Linked DNA regions of Oryzias latipes: region 2 is linked to region 1. Evidence: chromatin contacts called from public Hi-C data. All regions are on one chromosome and are shown on one strand. Each heading gives the region's core, a stretch centred on a gene start, on an enhancer-like site or on the middle of the called end of the contact. The rest is flanking DNA. Distances are from core to core; before and after follow the strand shown.

What was found. A called contact is a pair of places that touch in the nucleus more often than the background predicts.
Region 2: a contact with region 1 is called in a Hi-C map of fibroblasts, with 2.9 times the contacts expected there. The contact joins the promoter of LOC101165757 here to the promoter of trmt11 in region 1. A contact is called at or near these places in 2 of 5 Hi-C or Micro-C datasets (embryo and fibroblasts).

Annotation. Positions count from the first base shown.
Region 1 is chr16:14,206,638-14,209,694 of ASM223467v1, reverse strand. trmt11 (tRNA (guanine(10)-N2)-methyltransferase homolog) reads left to right here and starts at 1,436. Exons shown (of 13, transcript XM_004077776.3): 1 at 1,436-1,519. The coding sequence starts at 1,442.
Region 2 is chr16:14,047,431-14,050,487 of ASM223467v1, reverse strand. LOC101165757 (E3 ubiquitin-protein ligase rnf146-like) reads left to right here and starts at 1,514. Exons shown (of 3, transcript XM_011485061.2): 1 at 1,514-1,618; 2 at 2,216-2,275. mdh2 (malate dehydrogenase, mitochondrial) reads right to left here and starts at 1,489. Exons shown (of 1, transcript XM_004077775.4): 1 at 1-1,489. The coding sequence starts at 1,346. The coding sequence ends at 333.

The DNA.
Region 1 (3,057 bases), core at 187-2,686:
ACAAAAACCGACACACAATAGTGTTTAAGATGTACTTCACTAGTGAAGATTAGTTTATATTTTAAATAGCAGCTAGATTTTAGTTTGTTTTCCTGAGCTATCTGTTAATAGAAATGATATTATAATGTAAACAAAGGCATCCTCTCCTATTGGAGTTTTCTAGGTCATTGTTCCAGAGTGATAACTACATGATCGTCCTTCCCCTGCCAAAGCATCTCTCCCTCAAAGTGTACCAGTCTTTGCTTCCTGGCGCGTAAAAGAATTCCCACCAGTTTATTAGAGATAGTCACATAATGCTCAAACAGCTTCCCAAATTCCACTGTAATGACCGTCCCAGTTCCGTCTCTTTCCTTCAGCTCTCCGATGCTCCGAATCACCTGGCAGAGCTCCTGGACCTCTCTGCTGATGAGCGTTTGAGCATCCCTGCCACGCTGCTCCGTCAGGGATCCCTGCAGGGGTCTCCCATAATCCTCCTGTCCCCTCTGATGAACTGTCCCGTCGGGTGTGGTGTGATGGCTGAAGGGATTGTGCTTCTGGTAGTCCTGCCGCTCACTGGACCACCTCTGCCAGTTCTCTTTGAGGCCTTTGACAGAAACACTGTGCTCTGCAGCAGAATCACTGGACTGAGCAGGAGCACAAAGGTCCCCCTCAGGCTCCATGGTGGTCCCCTCCCATGAGTCCAGTCATTTCTGTGTACAAGAGCATTTTTATTATCATTCTAAATGCAACTAAATGTTTTTTCCCCTCTTTCTTAGGTCTAAATCTAAGTGATCATTGATTGGGACTAAAACAAACGCATTCTGTTAATTGCCACATTTAAAGTAAAGAAAAAAAAACTAAACTTACATGTAGCTGACTCATTTGTTCACTTTCCTTCACCAAAAGTGACTCGTCATTTTGCAGCCAAAATGCAGCAATTTCTGATTACACTGTTACAACTCAGCGCGTTTAATGGAGCCAGCAGCTTTGCTGACAATGGCAGGAGTGCAGAATGCTTATGAAGCGCCAAGCTAAGTCACGCTGATTGGCATGTTTATCGACCAATAGCGTGGAAGTGTTTGAATAGCGAGCCAATCACTGTCTAGAAGGAGGAGCTTGAGTAGGTGTCACTGAAGCAAAGCAGATTAATGTCAGCATATACTCTTCACATTTATTCCACGCAAAGTAAGACAATAAACTAACATGCTCAAGAAATTGGAGCAGTTGCTTTCATTCTATGGGGGGCGGGGTCCATGGGGCAAACATTAAAAAAATAACAATTTCACAGATTAACAAACTGAGAAAGCCACGATGTCAAGATTATTTAGTGTTTTATTTTACCTTATTTTTTTTTTTACTTTTGAAATTATACATGTTTATGTGTTCTATGTAATTTTCGTCTAAGCGGTACGTTTCGTCAGGACCGAGTTTCCAGCCGGATATGTTATGAGGTACAACAAAGATGGCTACCCCCTGTAGCAGTTCACGCCTCCGGTATTTAATACATCTTGCACACGATAATGTGGATTTCAGGTTACCGGTAAATATTTGTTATTTTTTACTTGTCGGTGTTGCTTTAGCCGTTAGTTTAAATGTTTAATTTGGTATTCTTTCGTAAACCACCTACTATTCTCTTTCATTTTCTTTTTACTGTGCTAGTGTTAGCTTTAGCTTGTTTGTTAAACAGTAGAAATGCAGCCCATTTTTATGCCTCAATCATGAAGTGACAACTGCTGACAGTGATTAAAATTGAACGCATTTGCTAGTTTAAACAGTTTTCAGGTTGAAAATCTCTGGCCCCCTTCTTACTGAATTCTTCTCCCACTTTATTGTGGTAACAAATCTACAGTGGTGGACAAAGTTGTTGGTTGGTATCCCTCAGTGAAAAGAAAGAAAGTCCACAATGCTCACTGAAATGACCTGTAATGCTCAAAAGTAACAAATTAAAATTGAAAATTAAATAATTGAAATCAGCCATTACTTTTGAGTTGTTGATTAACAGGATTATTTAAAAAAAAAAAAAAACGAATTAAATAGGGCTGGACAAAAATGATGGTACCCATAACTTAATGTTTTGTTGCACAACCTTTGAGGCAATCACTGCAATTAAACAGTTTCTGTATTTGTCAATGAACCTTCTGCACCTGTCCACAGGTATTTTGGCCCACTCCTCATGAGCAAACTGCTCCAGTTGTCTCAGGTTTGACGGGTGTCTTCTCCAAATGGCATGTTTCAGCTCCTTCCACAGATGTTCAATGGGATTCAGATCTGGGCTCATAGAAGGCAACTTCAGAATAGTCCAACGCTTTTCTCTGAGCCATTCTTGGGATTTTTGGCTGTGTGTTTTGGATCGTTGTCCTGTTGGAAGACCCATGACCTGCGACTGAGACCAAGCTTTCTGACACTAGGCAGCACATTTCTACCCAGAATGCCTTGATAATGTGGAGATTTCATTTGACCTTGCACAACTTCAAGACACCCTGTGGCAGATGCAGCAAAGCAGCCCCAAAACAGAACGGAGCCTCCTCCATGTTTCACAGTAGGGACAGTGTTCTTTTCGTTGTATACTTCATTTTTGAGTCTACCAACATAGAGCTGATGTGCCTTACCAAAAAGCTCCAGTTTTGTCTCATCTGTCCAAAGGACATCTTCCCAGAAGCTTTGTGGCTTTTTAACATGCTTTTTTGCAAATGTCAAGTCAACTTTATTTAATTGCAGTGTTTGCCTCAAAAGGTTGTGCAACAAAATATTAAGTTATGGGTACCATCATTTTTGTCCAGCCCTATTTGTTTCGTTTTTTTTTTTTTTAATAATTCTGTTAATCAACAACTCAAAAGTAATGGCTGATTTTAATTATTTAATCTTCAATCAATTTTAATTTATTGTTACTTTTGAACGTTTCAAGTCATTTCAGTGAGCATTGTTGTGGACTTTCTTTCTTTAACTGAGGGGTACCAACAATTTTGTCCACCACTTTACACACGTATGCAACTTCAAAATTATTTTTAAAGGGTCCGTAATATAAACGTTTTGGTTGAATAAAATAAAAATACACAGTCGAAAATATTTCCACAGCAT
Region 2 (3,057 bases), core at 265-2,764, 160 kb after region 1:
ATGTGCATCAGCAGACATGACAGTATTTCCTCCTGTATTATTCAGCAGGGAACAGGTACACAAAAATTTAATTTTTTGATTTTTTTTTTTCTGACATTCACAAAACAAAACAACATTTTAAACATTCACAGTACAGTATTTCAGAATCTAATCACAAAGAAAAAGCCATGTCTGGAAAGGAAAAGGTAAATGTACTAAAATGACAACTCTGCCAAGAATTAATAAAGAGGAAACACTGACAGAACTTCAGTTACTCTGATGCATTTTAAGACAGAACAAATGATCCATCAAAACTGTGGCTGGGTTTTGAAAATATTGAATGACTCCAGGGTTTACTTCATATTAGCGGCAAAATCCTCGCCCTTCTTGATGGAGGCCTTCAGCTCGCCGATGGCATCAGCCACCAGCTTCTCCTCAAAGGCAGACAGCTTGCCCAGCCCCAGGTTCTTCTCAATGCCGCTCTTCCCCAAGAGGAGAGGTGTGGAGAAGTACTTGCACTCAGTCTCCTCAGACCTGACAAATGCGCACTCCACCACGCCTTCCTTTCCATTCATGGCATCCAGGACGGAGAAGGTGAAGCGGGCGCCGGCGTAGGCCATGGAGAGGGTAGCAGAGCCAGCTCCTGCCTTGGCCTTGACCACCTCTGTACCAGCTTCCTGGATTCTGCCGGTCAAGGCAGACAGCTGATCAGCAGGGAACTCCACTTTGGGTGTGCACTGCGAAATAAGGGGGATGATGGTCTTCCCTGCGTGACCACCGATAACTGGAACATTGACCCGAGCTGGATCCAAGCCTTTGAGCTCAGCCACGAAGGTGTTGGCTCTGACAATGTCCAAGGTTGTGACACCAAACACTCTGTTGGGGTTGTACACGCCATGCTTCTTCATGACCTCTGATGTAATGGGGATGGTGGAGTTCACAGGGTTTGCGATGATGCAGATCATAGCCTCTGGGCAGTTGCGAGCGCAGGCGTCAGCCAAGGTGGCCACAATGGTTGCGTTGGTATTGAACAGGTCGTCGCGGGTCATGCCGGGTTTCCTCGGCACGCCGGCAGGAATCACCACGACTTCGCAGCCCTGCAATGCCGCGTCGAGCTGGTCGGGCCCCATGTAGCCGGTCACCTGGGCTCTTGTCTCAATGTGGCTAAGGTCGGCGGCGACCCCAGGTGTGTGGGCAATATCATACAGGGAGAGATGACTCACCAAGGGGCTATTCTTGAGCAGCAGGGAGAGAGGCTGGCCTATGCCGCCCGAAGCTCCGAGCACCGCAACTTTGGCGTTGTTCTGTGAAGAGGTGGACAAGCACCGCGCAAAGCTAACGGTTGGTCTCACGGCACGGGAAAACATCTTCCTTCTGTCACTTCACGCAATTTGTTGAGAAATAAAAGTTACTTGGGAGCCCCTTTCCTCTGTGACACCAACGTCCTCTAGCCACAAGCTAACAGGAAGAGATGAGCATGCGCGAAACAGAAAAGGTCGTAGGCACGGACCGACTGACGTACCACTGACGTAAGCGCGTACAGTTACGTCGCCCAGTTTATCCCAGATCCTCTGTCGGAAGAAAACAAAGCCAGTTAACATTGGAATTCGATGTACTAGCATTGGAAATCTCTACGACGGTACGATTTACAATATTAAACGACATAAGATAAGCCATTTTTAGAGGTACGGTAAGTTTGTAGTTGTTTCGATCTGTGTCGCAAGAGAACATAGTTCTCCTGTTTTTGTTTTCCTGCTAAGAAAAGAAGCTAGCACCGTCAAATGAACTCCGTCTATTTACTGGAGCTCGCGGACTTCACTTAGCCCTCATAGCTCAGTTTTATTGGTATTCACTTTGTTGTTTGTACACACAATTATCGTTTACCATAAAAGAACGGCAAATACGTTGCGAGGCCTTATGGTTTTTCTTTGGTTTATTTGGTGATTTTTGCTAGCAAGTTTTTGTTTGTCTTCTTTGCATCTTAAAAAAAACAACCTATGACTGTCAGTAATACGATACATTTTTTTGGTGTTTTTAATAAATTACCTTTGAATATGACTCGGTGCTGGATAAGAATGGGCTGTCTGTTCGTACTTACCGACACAACTCGTTGATTGTTGTCGATTAATAGAATTGCCTTTGTCTTTTCTCTCTCTCATAGAAATGTCTTGCATTGAACCTGCAACCAGCTGAACTGTTCTGACCTTTAAATTTACTTTTTTTTTTGTCTCAATAGTGAAAAATTGGACGATCTTAAAGCTCTACTCATGATTCATCAATATTGAAGCATCTTTGAGTGAGTATCAAACTGCACATCATCAGTGGTTTATTATATCAATGAGCTTTTACAGTTTGAAATTCACTATTAGTCGTTTAAGTTTAATTAACTGCAAAAGTGGATTTCATTCTTTATAGTTAGATTGTGTTAAATGTCCCCAAAGCATTGATAGCTTTATTCCATAAATAAATAATAAAACATGTGTGCCATGGTTTATATTATTTATTTTTGGTCAATTTAGTTTTCACTCTGTAATGTTACATTTATATATTGTTATTTTTCTCACTTATTTTTTTTATTTACCATCAATTATTCCTTATAAATGCAAACTGAGATTGGCATTATTGGTTTAATTAACAGCTTTATTGTTGCATTTATATTTTAGTATAACTGCAAGTGGGATAAAAGTACTTAAAGACTCACTTTGATCATCTTTTGATCTATTCCAAAAGTGTTCCCGTTGTTATTTGAATTAGGATTACGCCTTTTTTATTTTTTTGCCAAATCAAAAAACCTGTCATTTTCTAGGACATAGTTTCTGCAGAGCATCAGGAGTTCATTAGAAATTTGCCCCCGAGTTGTGGGCGGGACCGTTGGAGTAAGCCTGCCCACATTTCCCGCCACCCATCTGTTTGCACTCTCTCCCACCAGCTTACAGCCCCTCACATCCCCAATCTATCATTACCGGTGGCAAGAAATATTTGAACTATCCAGTCGTACAGTGTTTATTTGTTTGATTTATTGATTTATTTCAAGCATTGTAGTCAATGAAATAAAGAATTTACACAGATTGATCAAAC